Regions from separate parts of the Mus musculus genome. Here all the other regions are linked to region 3. Evidence: chromatin contacts called from public Hi-C and Micro-C data. All regions are on one chromosome and are shown on one strand. Each heading gives the region's core, a stretch centred on a gene start, on an enhancer-like site or on the middle of the called end of the contact. The rest is flanking DNA. Distances are from core to core; before and after follow the strand shown.

Evidence for each region. A called contact is a pair of places that touch in the nucleus more often than the background predicts.
Region 1: a Hi-C map of embryonic fibroblasts shows a contact between it and region 3, with 8 times the contacts expected there. The contact joins two enhancer-like sites. A contact is called at or near these places in 1 of 15 datasets of contacts at CTCF or cohesin (the NIH/3T3 cell line), 5 of 484 Hi-C or Micro-C datasets (the 3T3-L1 cell line, the C2C12 cell line, adipose-derived mesenchymal stem cells and 1 more) and 1 of 115 datasets of contacts at active chromatin or transcription factors (pancreatic cancer cells).
Region 2: a contact with region 3 is called in a Micro-C map of brown adipocytes, with 6 times the contacts expected there. The contact joins two enhancer-like sites. A contact is called at or near these places in 1 of 15 datasets of contacts at CTCF or cohesin (the NIH/3T3 cell line), 3 of 484 Hi-C or Micro-C datasets (brown adipocytes, liver and myocytes) and 1 of 115 datasets of contacts at active chromatin or transcription factors (embryonic fibroblasts).
Region 4: a Micro-C map of brown adipocytes shows a contact between it and region 3, with 5 times the contacts expected there. The contact joins two enhancer-like sites. A contact is called at or near these places in 6 of 484 Hi-C or Micro-C datasets (the F1.1 cell line, adipose-derived mesenchymal stem cells, brown adipocytes and 3 more) and 2 of 115 datasets of contacts at active chromatin or transcription factors (a colorectal cancer cell line and pancreatic cancer cells).
Region 5: a contact with region 3 is called in a Hi-C map of muscle stem cells, with 2.0 times the contacts expected there. The contact joins two enhancer-like sites. A contact is called at or near these places in 1 of 39 promoter capture datasets (liver), 2 of 484 Hi-C or Micro-C datasets (liver and muscle stem cells), 1 of 115 datasets of contacts at active chromatin or transcription factors (cardiomyocytes) and 1 of 9 other capture datasets (pancreatic islet).

Annotation. Positions count from the first base shown.
Region 1 is chr1:82,040,231-82,042,930 of GRCm38.p6, forward strand. No RefSeq gene overlaps it. Among named protein-coding and RNA genes, the nearest start is that of Mir6344, 90 kb to the right of the region's middle. Within about 2 kb of position 1,416, at least 26 of the 459 cell types and tissues checked have an H3K27ac peak or open chromatin away from gene starts, as enhancers often do. A contact at or near this core is called in the C2C12 cell line, the NIH/3T3 cell line and embryonic fibroblasts, where this site is marked.
Region 2 is chr1:82,183,535-82,186,234 of GRCm38.p6, forward strand. No RefSeq gene overlaps it. Among named protein-coding and RNA genes, the nearest start is that of Mir6344, 53 kb to the left of the region's middle. Within about 2 kb of position 1,262, at least 15 of the 459 cell types and tissues checked have an H3K27ac peak or open chromatin away from gene starts, as enhancers often do. A contact at or near this core is called in brown adipocytes, where this site is marked.
Region 3 is chr1:81,743,423-81,746,122 of GRCm38.p6, forward strand. No RefSeq gene overlaps it. Among named protein-coding and RNA genes, the nearest start is that of Mir6344, 390 kb to the right of the region's middle. Within about 2 kb of position 1,354, at least 100 of the 459 cell types and tissues checked have an H3K27ac peak or open chromatin away from gene starts, as enhancers often do. A contact at or near this core is called in the C2C12 cell line, the NIH/3T3 cell line, brown adipocytes and 3 more, where this site is marked.
Region 4 is chr1:82,154,760-82,157,459 of GRCm38.p6, forward strand. No RefSeq gene overlaps it. Among named protein-coding and RNA genes, the nearest start is that of Mir6344, 24 kb to the left of the region's middle. Within about 2 kb of position 1,437, at least 35 of the 459 cell types and tissues checked have an H3K27ac peak or open chromatin away from gene starts, as enhancers often do. A contact at or near this core is called in brown adipocytes and a colorectal cancer cell line, where this site is marked.
Region 5 is chr1:82,219,817-82,222,516 of GRCm38.p6, forward strand. No RefSeq gene overlaps it. Among named protein-coding and RNA genes, the nearest start is that of Irs1, 70 kb to the right of the region's middle. Within about 2 kb of position 1,450, at least 8 of the 459 cell types and tissues checked have an H3K27ac peak or open chromatin away from gene starts, as enhancers often do. A contact at or near this core is called in muscle stem cells, where this site is marked.

The DNA of each region.
Region 1 (2,700 bases), core at 166-2,665, 300 kb after region 3:
GTTAGCCTGAGTTGGTTCAGCCATTCTGAGAAACAGTACAGAAGACAAAAGTAGAGCTGCTGTCCCATCCATCAATCCCAAGTCCACATGCTACAGAAATGAAAGAGATGCTGGTAACACTGTTCACAGTAGCCTAAGTGTTTCACTGACAAGCTCACTAAAACAGGCAGTGTTGTGTACATGCACATGCATGCAGACACACAAACACACACACACACACACACACACACACACATACACACACATGCATGCACAAACACATGCACACAGATTTGTTTATGATTTCTCAGCATCCCATAATTTTGATAAGCATACAGCCCACAAGTCATAAACCTTTATCCACTAGCCCTTTACAGGAATAGTCGGCTGATGACTCAAGTAAGATTCAGTCTAACATTTGAGAAGTTGTCAATTAATCCTACAAAGGGATAAGGAAGTTACACAATAATGTGTTATGTATTGGTCTGTGGCCTAAAATGTGAAAGTATTTATAGATATGCATCTATGTATACTTTGCTCCATATCCTGAAAAAGTAATCCATTATCTTAATATTTAAAGTAACCTTTTCTGTTGAAAGTATTCCCTTAATGTAGTTAAAAGTATACATTTATGTACAAGCACACATTTTAAAAAGAAATACTCAGTTTAAATTAAATTATCTAACCTTCATAAAGTTGCTTCATCTCCCTAAGTTGCTTCGTCTTCCTATTCCTGTCTCTGATCATTGAAGTCGATAACAGTGTCTACCTCACAAGCTTGTGGAGGCAATAAGTGTAAACTTGTGTCCATGTGTGTACGATCAGCTTCTGTCATGTGATAGAAAACGGTTTAAGCAGAAAACACTGCAAAGCCAACCATCAGGAAAACAAAGTCTCTCCATCCAATGAGCTATTATCAAAGCAGAATTTGACGATTTTAGTGACTGGACTGGCTGAATATACATAGGCCTTTTGTAGAAATGGAAGCTCCCTTTGGTAAAACCATGTTTAGCCCTCATGTTTGGACATATGTAGCCAAGTTTTCACAGTATGAATGTAAAATATTTGGCTCATTTGCCTCAAGTGGTTATAACAAAGATTCTAAAATCATAATTCATCTGTCTTAGAAAATAACCTCCAGCTGCATATAGTAGTTTCTTCTTCCATTTCCTTAAAACCAAAGAAAACAGAATCTCCCTAAAAAAGCAATTCTTGTCTGCCAAGAATGTCCCATGTGGGCATCATTAAAGCGGAAGGTATGAGACATGAGATGTCAGCCCGACATTCTTCAGTTGTTCTCTGTCATATTTAGAGTGATAAACATTGTTTTGTCTATTCTAAGGCTTGATTTCTCTCCTGGTAAATATGATATTCCATTAAACCAGTCTGTGCTCGTGGTTTCACTTTGTCTCTTTTTAACTCCCTTCAGTCATTAAGCTGCCCAGCAGCCCTTCCAGATAGGAATGCAAAGGATATTTGAAAATAGCCTAAAACCAGCCCAAATTCCTATGGACTGAAAAACCTAGGAATGCATAAATTATATAAATTGTGTGTTCCTGTTACACACAGTTAAAATTATTGTTGGTGCCAGCTGTCTTTCTATCAAAGAGTCTGCTTTCATCTCTACTGAGCTAGCTCTGTCATTATTTAACATTGTTCTGTAACCCCTTCCACTTCTAGTCACCAAGAAGTGTACTCAGTATACCTTGGGGGGAGAAATGGAATTCAAGTGTGCTTCTTTGATTTCTTTGTTAATACTTCCATAGAAATTGTTGTATGATATGCAAACCATTTTAAATCTGCAGTTACAGTCAGAGAGATTACAACCTAGATAAACACATATCTAAACAGAACTCTAAAGGTTGCAAAAGGACCCTGATGTGTATGATACAGGCAGAAGCTGATTTTGTGGAAAACCAAAATATCCAGTTGATTTAATTAAAGAAAGGAGAAACATAGTTATTCCAGATGTCTGGCATCCTAGAGACCAAACACTGGAATGATTGATTGGATCTTTGACATGCCTCACCAGATGTTTTAGCCTCTTGGAGACAGCCTAAAAGGAAGGGATTGGGTTGGGATAGGTTTCAAATTCCTTCCTTCCTCCCTGGGTAGTCGTTGTGAATCTTTCTTATTTCTGATTTAGTCTCCCTTTCCCAGCTAATCTCTGCACCCGTCAGTAATATCCCTCACATTTTCTTTCAGACTGAATCTTAAAATATTTCAATCATGTAAGAAGCAGAAAACCAAATAGGAATGTAGAAACAATGTTATTCCTATCTCTTTGAACATTTGTCTTCATATTGCCTGGCCTCTGTGTTTTCTTCTATAAAATCCAAAGTGATTATTGCATCCCAGAAGCAGGATAAGAGGAAGCACTCTACCTGTAGTACCAAATCCAAAAGAATCTGCTAAAATCATAGAGGCAAGAGAGATATTCTCCTAAGGCATTATGATCCTGATTGCCCTGTAGTGGGAACATCCCTGTTCACATTGCCTATAATCAGCTTAACCCGTATTAAGTCGCTAATGAGTTGATGGTGAGATAAGCCCTTTCTCAAAGGAAATAAATTAGAAGCTGGCAATTACAGAAACAAAGGGAAGCGAGTTTAACCACTTTGCAGAATGACTCCTGGGGGTCTGTAGGTTGGACAGAGTTTTGAATGTTCCAAACCAGGCTTGGACCTGTGTGGAAGGCCAGAGGGATTCCCTTTGGCCTGA
Region 2 (2,700 bases), core at 12-2,511, 440 kb after region 3:
TCTCAAAATCTCACTTTTTCAAGGGTGCTGTGTTAAAGCTGGAGAGAACGCTCAGGGGTTAAGAGTGCTTTTTGCCCTTACTGAAAACCCAGGCCTTCTCCTGCCCAGGTTCACATAAAGTAAATAAATACATTTTTAAAGTGTTGGGTAGAGTAACAAAAACATATGCTTTACAGAGTGACAAAACTCTACTTCAACTGTGACACTGTCACTCACAAACTGTGCAGGTTTGAGCTCATTAAAGTTCATGTATCTTTTACCCCCTTACCTATCAAATACAATAATATTACCTTCCTGCCTGGGTTCCTGAAACCATTAGAGCAAGGTAAGTGTTATAAATGCACTTATATTCTGGCCACTAAGCATAGTATATATGTGGCTTTGCGCCTATGATTTTCTTTGGAGTGGGAACTGGGAGGATGACCTCTGACCTCTGTTTGTTGAAGGGTTGCCACACACACCGAGACCCGAAGCCTTGAGGAAGAGAAGCTGTAAATAGCATGAGGCAGCAGCTCAGCTTGCTCTTGTCCTTTTGCCCTAATAGTGATTTGCTAATATTATCTACTCCTCAGCCAAGTTTCATTTTGGACTGGACAGAGGGGTTGGGGAAGCTACCCAGTTGAGCTACGGGTACGTAAATGCACACGAGGGTAGTGAGGTAGAAGTTACAAAGTCCAAAAGAAGGGAAAGGTAATCAGAAACATCAAAACTCTTTCCTGCGTGGATGCAAATTCAGAATGATTGCACAATGTATGGCTCTGTTCCAGGCACCAACATTGCCCTGGGTGGATACTGCTAAGTAGCACTTAGGATGTGGGTATCAAAGTGTCTGCCCCCTTAAACATGCTCTACCACATGACAGCCAGCATGACAACTGAATGCTGAACCTTTGCAAATGTCATTCCTCGCTTAGCAACCCTGCTACTCTCTGTTAGCTCATTTTAAATCTGCTCTTTCTAATACCTTCTACATAGTAACAATTTAAGTTTATGCTAAATCTAACTATTATTTATTTTTCAACAACTCTCACAGTTCTGTTAGGGAAATTGCACAGGTACATATTCCCATTATATGGGTTTCTTATTTGTTTTCATATTTCTAGATTCCAAGTATCATCTTCAAATTTTTTAAAAAAAGGAAAAGTCAAACAGGTTGACTCCCACGTTTCTTTGCTAGAGTCCCACATATTCATCAATACTCTAAGCAAACAGACTGCCAGCCAGTTACAAAAACCAAGCTGGGGTGGCACTGGAGAGACTGCTCGGAGTTTAGAATGTGTACTGCGCTTAACAGAGGATCCGAGTTTGGAACCTAGCACCAATGTTGGGTGACTCACAACCGTGTAACACCAACTCCAATAGATCCAAAGCCTGGCTTCCACGGGCACCTGTACTCACATGCTTGTACCACCTCAACACAGCACACGCACATACAGGCACATGCATATACACACAAATATCTCTAAGCAAGCCCACACATAAAAATATATCATTTAAAAAATAAAAACAAAGACCTTATTCACTCTCAACTCATGGCATTGGGGATTAAGGATGCCCATGTTAGTGTGTTATCTCATTTCTTGAGAGTGACTCAAGACGTGATGGTTCATTAAATTCACCACTGTAATGAATTCATTCCCTTGAGTTCCCTTCGAAGCAAATGCAGGAACTGACTCCAGGTGTAAAGGATGGGTGCCCATAACTCAAAACCAACAGGAAGCCTAGTATGTAAGGGAGAAATGAGAGTGGACAAGGAAGCAAATCAGAAGCCAAGAAATAAAGCCCTTTTCATGGTAAGAGAAATCTAAAACCCACAGGCTGATAAGGAAGGGCCTGAGGCTGCCTTCCCAAAGTGATGCCAATGAGGAAATGTGATTGTTGGATTCAGAGGAAGTACCCCCAAGGCAGGAAAAGGTGGAGACTGTGAGAAATACCCCCCCCCCCCCGTGGATGGAGTGACCTGAGAGTCAGGGCTCCTCAGTTAACCGTGCATTTGTGCATTTGATATCGCAAACTCCGTGGCTCTTGGCTATCCATTTCATCTTCCCAGACCACGTTTGCTTCACACAACAAAGACAACCTGTGACTGCAGAGAATTATTCTATAGCTCTGATGGAGTCAGGTAGTGGCTACCATCAAGAAGGGAGAAAGTGGCTTATAAATGTGAACAATACCTCTTGTTATCAGCTTGTAGACTTAAGACTGGGCTGGATGTTAGTTATCCTAGAGACACAGAAATCTCTGCATCAGTATAGTGTCTGTTGGAAAGCTTCAAAGTAGTTTTCAGAGAACAGGTTCTTATCCCTGATCGAGCATGCTTTGAAGTAAGAAAAGTATATTTCTGGTATTCTTAGTACCTTTCTCTGACACTTACTCTTTCTACTTTTTAATCTGAGAAATGCTTTTATTTTCCTCTTTTTTTTTACTCTGATTATTCACCTCTACTCAAAGCCTGGTTACACAAAAGAACACTAATAAATGCAATGTATGAAATCAATGGTAAACATTTTCCTGGAGGTCCTGGGTTTGATCTCCAGCACTACAAGAAAAAAGAAATTAACACAGCATCTTGGTTCCATTAGGTTTCTTGACCCAAGGGTTTTAAACAAAAGAGGATGTATGTGACTGGTCTATCTAGGAGTCCTGATAGGGTTGGATTGACATGGTAACTGGGTAATGTCAGAAACACTCAGGCTTAACT
Region 3 (2,700 bases), core at 104-2,603:
ACCAGAGTGAATAAACGTGAATGACCACACCCAACTCTGAAAGATATTCTTATCCATTCCAAATCCCACAGCCAACTATCCTGCAAAAGGGGCCCCATTATGAAGTGATGAGACTAACCTTTTATGTGATGATTGTGTGTAAGCCAAAGATGAGAGCATATCTCCCAGACTGGGAAAACGATACTGTCATTTCCTGAGAATGTGAAGTATTGGTGAGGCACTGCATATCAGTGAGTAGAGCAGAAAACCCTTCCTAGACTTTCAGAGTTTGTAGAATAATGAACTTATCCATGAAATGCAAAGAAGAGAGCGGTAGGAAAGCCCAAGCCCTTGAACAAGACACTCCAGAAAGAATGCTCCTGCAAGAGAAGATACCTGACAGGACACTTGTAGAGTTTGATGGGTGAGAAAAGGATGGGTGTGAGAGAGATGGCTAGAAGAGGGAAGCAAGCTTGGGTAAGTAGGTCCAAGGAGTTGACTATGTAGCTTGGGAAAATTTGCTGAGGCAACTCAAAAGAGGATTTTGTTGCTAAATTTCAGATCAAGAAGAGGAACAAACCTCATGTAACCAAGTTGGCAATCAACTTAAGACAATGATGATTTTTATAATAGAATCCATATCTTGGGCACTCTATCAACCAATAATCTGATTCTGTAATTAAAACCATAAGACTCTCCAAACTCTCATTTGAAAGAATAGTAGAAGTATTAATAAATGCTGTGATATTTGACACCCTTTCATCTCTATGATGGAGCTGTAAAAATGAATCTGGATTAGAACTACCAACATTAAACTTGAGAGGACTAAGCCAGTTCATACTTTGATGGCTCTGCTTATATGGATGAAAGAAAGCCAGTTCTCATGGCACTGACTTGGCTTCTCCAGTTTCTCAGAAAGAAGAAAAAGCCAGCCTTCTGCTGAGGGTCAGGGTACTCTCAGCTGGGAAAAGCACTATGTGTTGTATTAATAAGCTCGCTATACTATTGCCTTTTCTTGCTCCTTAATGCAGGCCCAACAAAACATTTCCTTGAAGTGTACTACCTCTGAAAGTATATGTGGAGACAAACTACTGCGCAGCTGAAGCATTTTCCCCCAAAGCCCACCGCCTACAAAAGTCACCGCACTTCCTTCACTGGGAGCGAGTCTGTTAGTAGCATTCTCAGGACAAATAAATGAGGGCAGGTGTAAATTGAAGGAGAGTAACACCTGTCCCTGCATCTGGCCAACAGACCTCGCTTTAATGTGCTGTCTGCTGAGAAATTGAGGCGTCTCGTATTACCCAGAGGCCTTAGTCTACACTGGAGTAGGCAGAAAGGAATTCTGTGACCAGAAGATGTGAGGCTTGGCTGGCTGCCAAGAACAATAACGAGCAGTACAAAAGGAAAAGGTTTGTAGAGACAAAAGCACTCTATCACAGAGCAACCCATAGCTTTGCTGTTTGAAGTAATGAACCCCCCAAACGAAAGACCCAACTGGATTAACAGCAGGCTGCTCCCCTTTTACCTTCTAACACTGCCCTGGCTGGTAACTTCCTGTTGACACCAGAATGAAGGGAGTTCTTGTGCCAACAGCAAGCAGTGTCTCCATTTGGGGACTTTCTGGCTGGTCACAGAAAAGCAACTTGGAAGATTTATGCCCCCATTTGCTTTCCATCCATTTTTTTTCCATTAAAGGGGGGAATTTAGAGCAAAGTTACCCATGTAACTCCAACCCAGTGCTGGAGAAGTCTTCGCTGACTTGCAAAATATCAGCAGAATCTTGTGCCCAGTAGGAACAGAGGTAAAGTCCATAAAACTTGTGTGCAGTTCATTCCACGTTGTATCAAGCAGTGGCTTTACCCCCACAGAGCATACCTAAGTTCAAATAATTCGAACAAGTACAAACAGAGGACATGCTATTCCCAAGTGGGCAAAGTTTATAAACTCCTAGCGGAGGGAGGTGCTTAAGGAATACACAGTCACAGAGAAACTACCGAAGCCATCGGGAGAAATAGAAATCATAGATAGGCTAGAATTTATAGAGAAAATAGCTTCTACAAGTCGTAAGCCACAGGTCCTGAGTGTCTTTAGGATGGCTGAGAGTGAGATCAGGCTTACACGCTTCATGCAACACGTGGTATCTGCAGGCCAAGAACACAGCAGGGTTTTTTCTCTCTTGAGCATTGTAACCAGAGACAAAGCCAACCCAGTCCCAACCAAGGCATGGATAAAGGGCAATAATATGGGAAAGGTACCAGCAGATTAAAACTCCCAGTGAGCCTAACCGATTGAAATGGAGCTGAGATGCAGTGAAGGGTGGCTCAATAAGCCCCCCCCCAGTGAAGCTTCAGACAGTCCCTGCAGGGGCGAGTGGAAGGGTCAGCGAAGCAGGAAGTATGGTTGTGAGAGAGCTCCAGCACCAAGCTTTTTCCTCCCCGACTTTGGCCGGATGTGGGTTCTGAACTATCCCAGATGGAATTTATTGGGTCAACAGTATGTGAAATGAGGAGTCCTGAGCCTAAGGAGGAAGCAAACACCCTAGGTGTCCAGTCTCAAATATTTTGGCAGGGAATTCGGACAGAAGGGGGAAAATCATTTATTCATGGAAACCCCTCAGCGGATTATTTTTTAAATACCAAGGTATCATTTTCTGTGGTACATGCAGCGTTTTACTGTTAGCCCAAAGAGAAAAAGAAAAGAAGAAGGAAAAAAAAAAAGATC
Region 4 (2,700 bases), core at 187-2,686, 410 kb after region 3:
GGATTGGGGGTGGGTGGGTATGGGGGACTTTTGGTATAGCATTGGAAATGTAAATGAGCTAAATACCTAATAAAAAATGGAAAAAAAAATAAATAAAGGCATGCATGTGCCTCGACACCCGGCTGGACATGACTTGACCTCACTCTCGCTTTGGACTGGCTCCCCTAGTCACAGGGCTTTCTGGCCCCACAAAAACACAACTGGATGGTGATGCCCTATGAGAGTCTCTGGCTGAACACTGATGATCGCTTGGTGTAGGAGGAGAATCCTCTCCCCAACATGAGTTTACCGTCAGTTCTCTTTGTTCATTGCTATGTGAGAAAAGACAGGAAAAATGTACAATAACTCTATGTCTTCATAGACATTAACACTTTGCTTTCCTGAGACAAATTTCTTTTAAGAGAAAATTCTGAGGTACCCTTTTTCTTCACTATTAAGGAAAAAAAAAAGTTGTTAGACCAAATCCACTCAAAGATCCATTCTTGAGCCATCAACATGGCTCAATGGATTAAAAAAATAAAAACAAAAACCAAAAAACTGAGTATCTGAGTTAGTTTGATCCTCAAATCCCATGAAACCCAGGCTAAGGTGGACAAAGAGAAGACACCCTTGAAAGCTGTCTTTTGACCAACACCCGCCTACTCACAGAGGGAGGGGTGTTTAGAAAATTTAATACTCTCTTATTAGTTATTAGGTAGTTATTTGTTCTTATTTTTATGTGTGAGTGTATGTGAGTGTGTGTGTGTGTGCATGTGTGTGCATTTGTAAGTACACGTACTTGTGAGTGTGCACAAAGGCCACAGGAAGACATTTGGGTGCCTTGCTACATCACTCTCTACCCTATTCCCTTGAGACAAAGTCTCTTACTCAACCTAAAATGTGTTGTTTTGTCTAGGTTGGCTGGCTAATGAGCTCCGTGACTCTTCCATCTCTACCTATAACCCCAGTGTTGAAGTTATAGGCACATGCAGCCATGCCCTGATTTTACATGAGTGCTAGGCACTTGAACTCAGGTCTTCAAGCTTGCACATAAACACTATTAGTCACTGAGCCATCTCTTGTACTTCTTGGTCAGTAGAAAAACTCATATTTAACTAGCCCATTGTAAAGAATCATAAATATACTCTTAAGAAACATGCCACTTTAAAATCTACAACTCTAAGAAAGACTCAACTGTGATCTCACAAGTTCCATGGAAGAAAAAGTTCATCATAGTCAAGAGAATGCAAACTTCAGCAAACTTTTGGTTAGTAGTGTGGCCAGATAATTCAGACTAATATACTCAAAGATTTTACCAATGATCTTCTTGTTGGTCACAGTTCATTTTCAGCTCACTTGGGACTTTGAGCAACCAAAGCCACAGGAATTGCACAGATGCTGGGTGAATGACATACATCATGTGGTTTAGAGCTTCAAAGGTAGCCACAGAGTCTTAAGATATGATTCACAGTCATGAAAACCTATGGATGTCTTTTGAAATTGTTCCTTCACTTCCTCTGAACAGCTCTGGAAGTCTTCAACTCTCTGACATCACTGGGGTCAAAGAAGTTCAACAGTAGAGTGAGGATGTGATAGGAAATGAGTCTATCTGCCATCTGCTCAGGCCACTTGGCCAGTTAGAACCTGCACCTCCTTGAATAAAAATTCAAGAGAAGCCATGGCTTAGCCTTTCTTAAACTCTTTGGGGATCCAAGGAAAAGCTTCTTAAAAGATATTCCAAGTAAGTGGCTTATGTCATATGGCTTCTATCCTAAATTGTCAAGACACTACCAAATTCTGTTCAGAATACACATGCCGCTTCAGAGAGTTTAAGAGTAATGCTGTATTAGGGAAATCACAGGGAAGAGTAAGATGGAATTTTGCAGAAGTATCCTGTTAACTATTTACTCCAAAACTCTGAGGTACAGAAATGCTCTAGGAGTTTGCCTAGAGAGTGCCAATTGAGGAATAAAAATAATAGGTAAGTATTTCAGTTAGATCTCCTGGCAAAGGAAATCCACTCCAGAACTAGTGGCTGAGACAGTAGCTATTGATCTTACAAACTCTTTTGTAGGTTGGCTGTGGGTTATGTGTTCGGGTACTATTCAGGGTTACCTGGGTTACCCTTCTGGATTTATCTGAGTTTGTTAATATATCTGCGCTTGGCCTTCTAATCCAGTTGGGATGTTCTGGTCTAGATCAGCCTCAGCAATGATGGCTTATCTCTGCTTTATAGAATTTCTCATTTTACAAGATAAGTTGGTCCTGTTCATAGGTAACTTGGAAAAGATTCCAAGAGAAAGCCCTACATTGGGCAAGGCCTCCCAGAGTCCAGGCTCAGAGCTAGTGCACTAGCATATTCTCCCATCAACCTGTATGCAAGAGCTTCAGAAATAAAATTTACATATTGGTGAAAGTCAAATTTTAGGCACAAGCTGGGGCTCCTTGTGCAGTCTACAGAAACCGCTGCTGGCACACTCTATGCTGCCATGGTAACCAAACCCACTGACACAAGAGTAAACACATGAACATTTGCTAAGGATGCCTTTTTTAATTAACAAAAGTCAGAAATCTACAGCAGAAATGGCCAATGCTCCTGGATGGAGGCTCTTTATGAAGTTTTTTCCTCTCTCTAGAATAATAGCTCTCTACCTTCCTAATGCTGCAGCCCCTTAATACACTTCTTCATGTCCTGGTGGCCCCCAACCATAAAATTTTCCA
Region 5 (2,700 bases), core at 200-2,699, 480 kb after region 3:
TCTAACATTCACCCTTGTTTGAAACAGGTTCTTTCATTCTTCATTGTATACTAAGCTATTAGGCCCATGAATTTCCCAGAATTCCTCAGTCTTTGCCTCCCATTTAGCTGTGGGAGTCTTGGTATTTCAACACGTGGATTTATGTGGGTTCTGGGAACTCAAACCTATAGGGTCTCATACCTACTGAGCCACCTCCCTAAGCCAAGTGTCCTGAGATTTCCTGTTCCCTCTTTAGCTGCCCCAATGTCCTTCCACTAAAACCCAGAAAAGCAACCATCTTGTCACCCCAGAGGTCATTTCTTTCTCCTTTGAACTACCCTGGTGTTTCATCTTTGCCTCACAAGGATCTTATCTCTTTTTGCCCCGTGGTATGTTGCTTGTGTGATTGCACAGACAGAATAGGGGGAAAGCCTGTTGATTGTAGAGACAGACACATCCAAGGACAGAAGGCAGGTCCATCTTTCACTTGGTGGGTGGCCTTGGGAAAACACCAACTCCTAGGAGCCTCCAATGTTTTGTTTTAGCAAAACAAAAAATTGTCCTCTCTCTCAGAACCGGTTTGAGAATTTGAAATAATATACACAAAACAGTGCTTGGTAGAGTGCAAAAGAAAAGCAGTCAGTTTTATTCGGATTGTGACTGGTGGTGTTATTCTAGTTATTTCTTATACTCTCTAATTATTTATTCCCTTCTTCAACAGAGATGTCTTGATTGCAAGTTATGTGTCAGGCAGTAGGCACCACATGGAAATAGCACAGAGAGCTTCAGATGTACAGAGGGAAAGGGAAAAGACAAACAATTGGAGACAGAGAGCTGCAGATGAAGATGATGCTGGAGAGAAACTAAGAACAAGATGTACAAGGATAAGGAGAGGCTGCTGCAGGCAGGAACACTTGGGCTGAGAACAGGCCAAGGAGGAAACACCTGCAAGGGAGGTGCTCCAACCCTGCAGGGCCCCGCTGGCCTGAGGACCTGCAATGGGTTTCATTCCCACTGGACCTGGGGAATCTGTGGGAAAGCATGGCTCGCTGGGTGTGCTCAGAATTCTGTCTGCCATTGCGTCTGCCTCCCAGGGAGATGTCACCCAGCAGCTGGCACTCGGGATTCTGTGAAAAGCAGAGGCAGAAGGAAGAGGGGGAAAAGAGAAGGAAAAGAGATCTGAAAGGAAGGGGACTAACAGAGGAGACATCCAAGCAGATGGATTTCATGGTTTGCAGGGATTCCAGTCCACAATGAGATTGGCCACGGGTGGGTGGGGAGGGAGGGATTATTCCCTCCTCCTTCGAACACTTGTCGCTGCCACACCGGTCTCTTCCCTGGGGTGGTCCCAGATGGTGGTGGGGCCTGGGAAACCAGGAGGTCTTGCTCATCGCTCTCTCTGGCACTCTTCACTGGCAGTTCTGTCTCAGGTCGCAGATAACAACTGTCAGATGGTCTTACTGTGAAGCAATAAGCTTTCCCCTAAACAAGGAGGCACGCCAAGCTCCAGAGAGGCTGAAGACTGGGCAAAACACACAAGCCTGGAAAAAATTAGAAGTTCATACTGAACAAACAAAGCACCTCGGGGAAGTGCAAAGGGTTAAAGTGAAGTACACCACATCCCTGGCGCCCTTGATCGTGCCCTTGATCAAATAAGTGAGAGAGTCACCACACATCTTTGTGAAGTTAAAAAACAAGAATGAGCAGGGGCACCGTGAAGTGACTGTATGAGAAATAAAACTAATGCTGCAAAGGTTAACTCAACCAAGAAGAATTAGGAGGCAAATAGGAGCAGGTAACCCTCAAGGCACAGGCTAAGAACTGCTCAGCACAGCCTTTCTCCAGGGCCTCCAATTTCTTGTGGGTCTGCACAGCATTCCATGGATCTAAGCAGGATAATGGAGTCTGGTTTGGCAAGGTTCCCACTGGACACCCTCTGCTCTTTAAAAACAAAAGAAAGGAAAAAGAAAACAAAACAAACAAAAAACCAGGATTGTTGATGGAAGTTAGATGATCATAAATGAAGAAGAGAAACTGCCCATTCTTAAACATATTGCTTTTACATTTTAAATTCTAATTGGAAAAAGAATGGAACTCAAACCTTAAGAGCCACAGCAGCCTAAATGATTCCGAGGACATCCGCTCCTAGACCAACATCTTCAAGCAAATCCTTGCCTCTCTGAACAAAACAACAGCGTCTGGGTGATCCAGAAGTGTGAACATGCTAGACATAGGGTCCATGTATGTGTCCATGGATGCAGTGAGAGTTCCTATTACCGCTGTGCTTGAGGAAGTAATGCAACAGTTAGAATAAGGTGTAGGTGGGTTGGGGAGCAGGGGGAGGGGGGAGGGAATAGGGGATTTTCAAAGGGGAAGTTAGGAAAGGGGATAACATTTGAAATGTAAATAAAATATCTAAAAAATAAAAATTAAAAAAAAATGACCACATGGTTAAAACAAAAAACAAAAACCAGTGAGAGGCAGAACTGGCGCTGTAACTACTCACATTCTTCAGAGGCAGGGATTGGGAGGGGCAGCAGATTAGGAAATCTCACTGAAGCATTCTGGGAATCAACACAGCCACGGTGAGATTCCATCTATGGCTAAATTCTAAACTTGTGTCTAGCACACAACTTTATTTGACCAGTAGATAGAGTCAGGAGGAAGGAGGAAGAGGACCTCAAGCAGGGAATTGTCCACCCTATATGGACTTTAACTTCA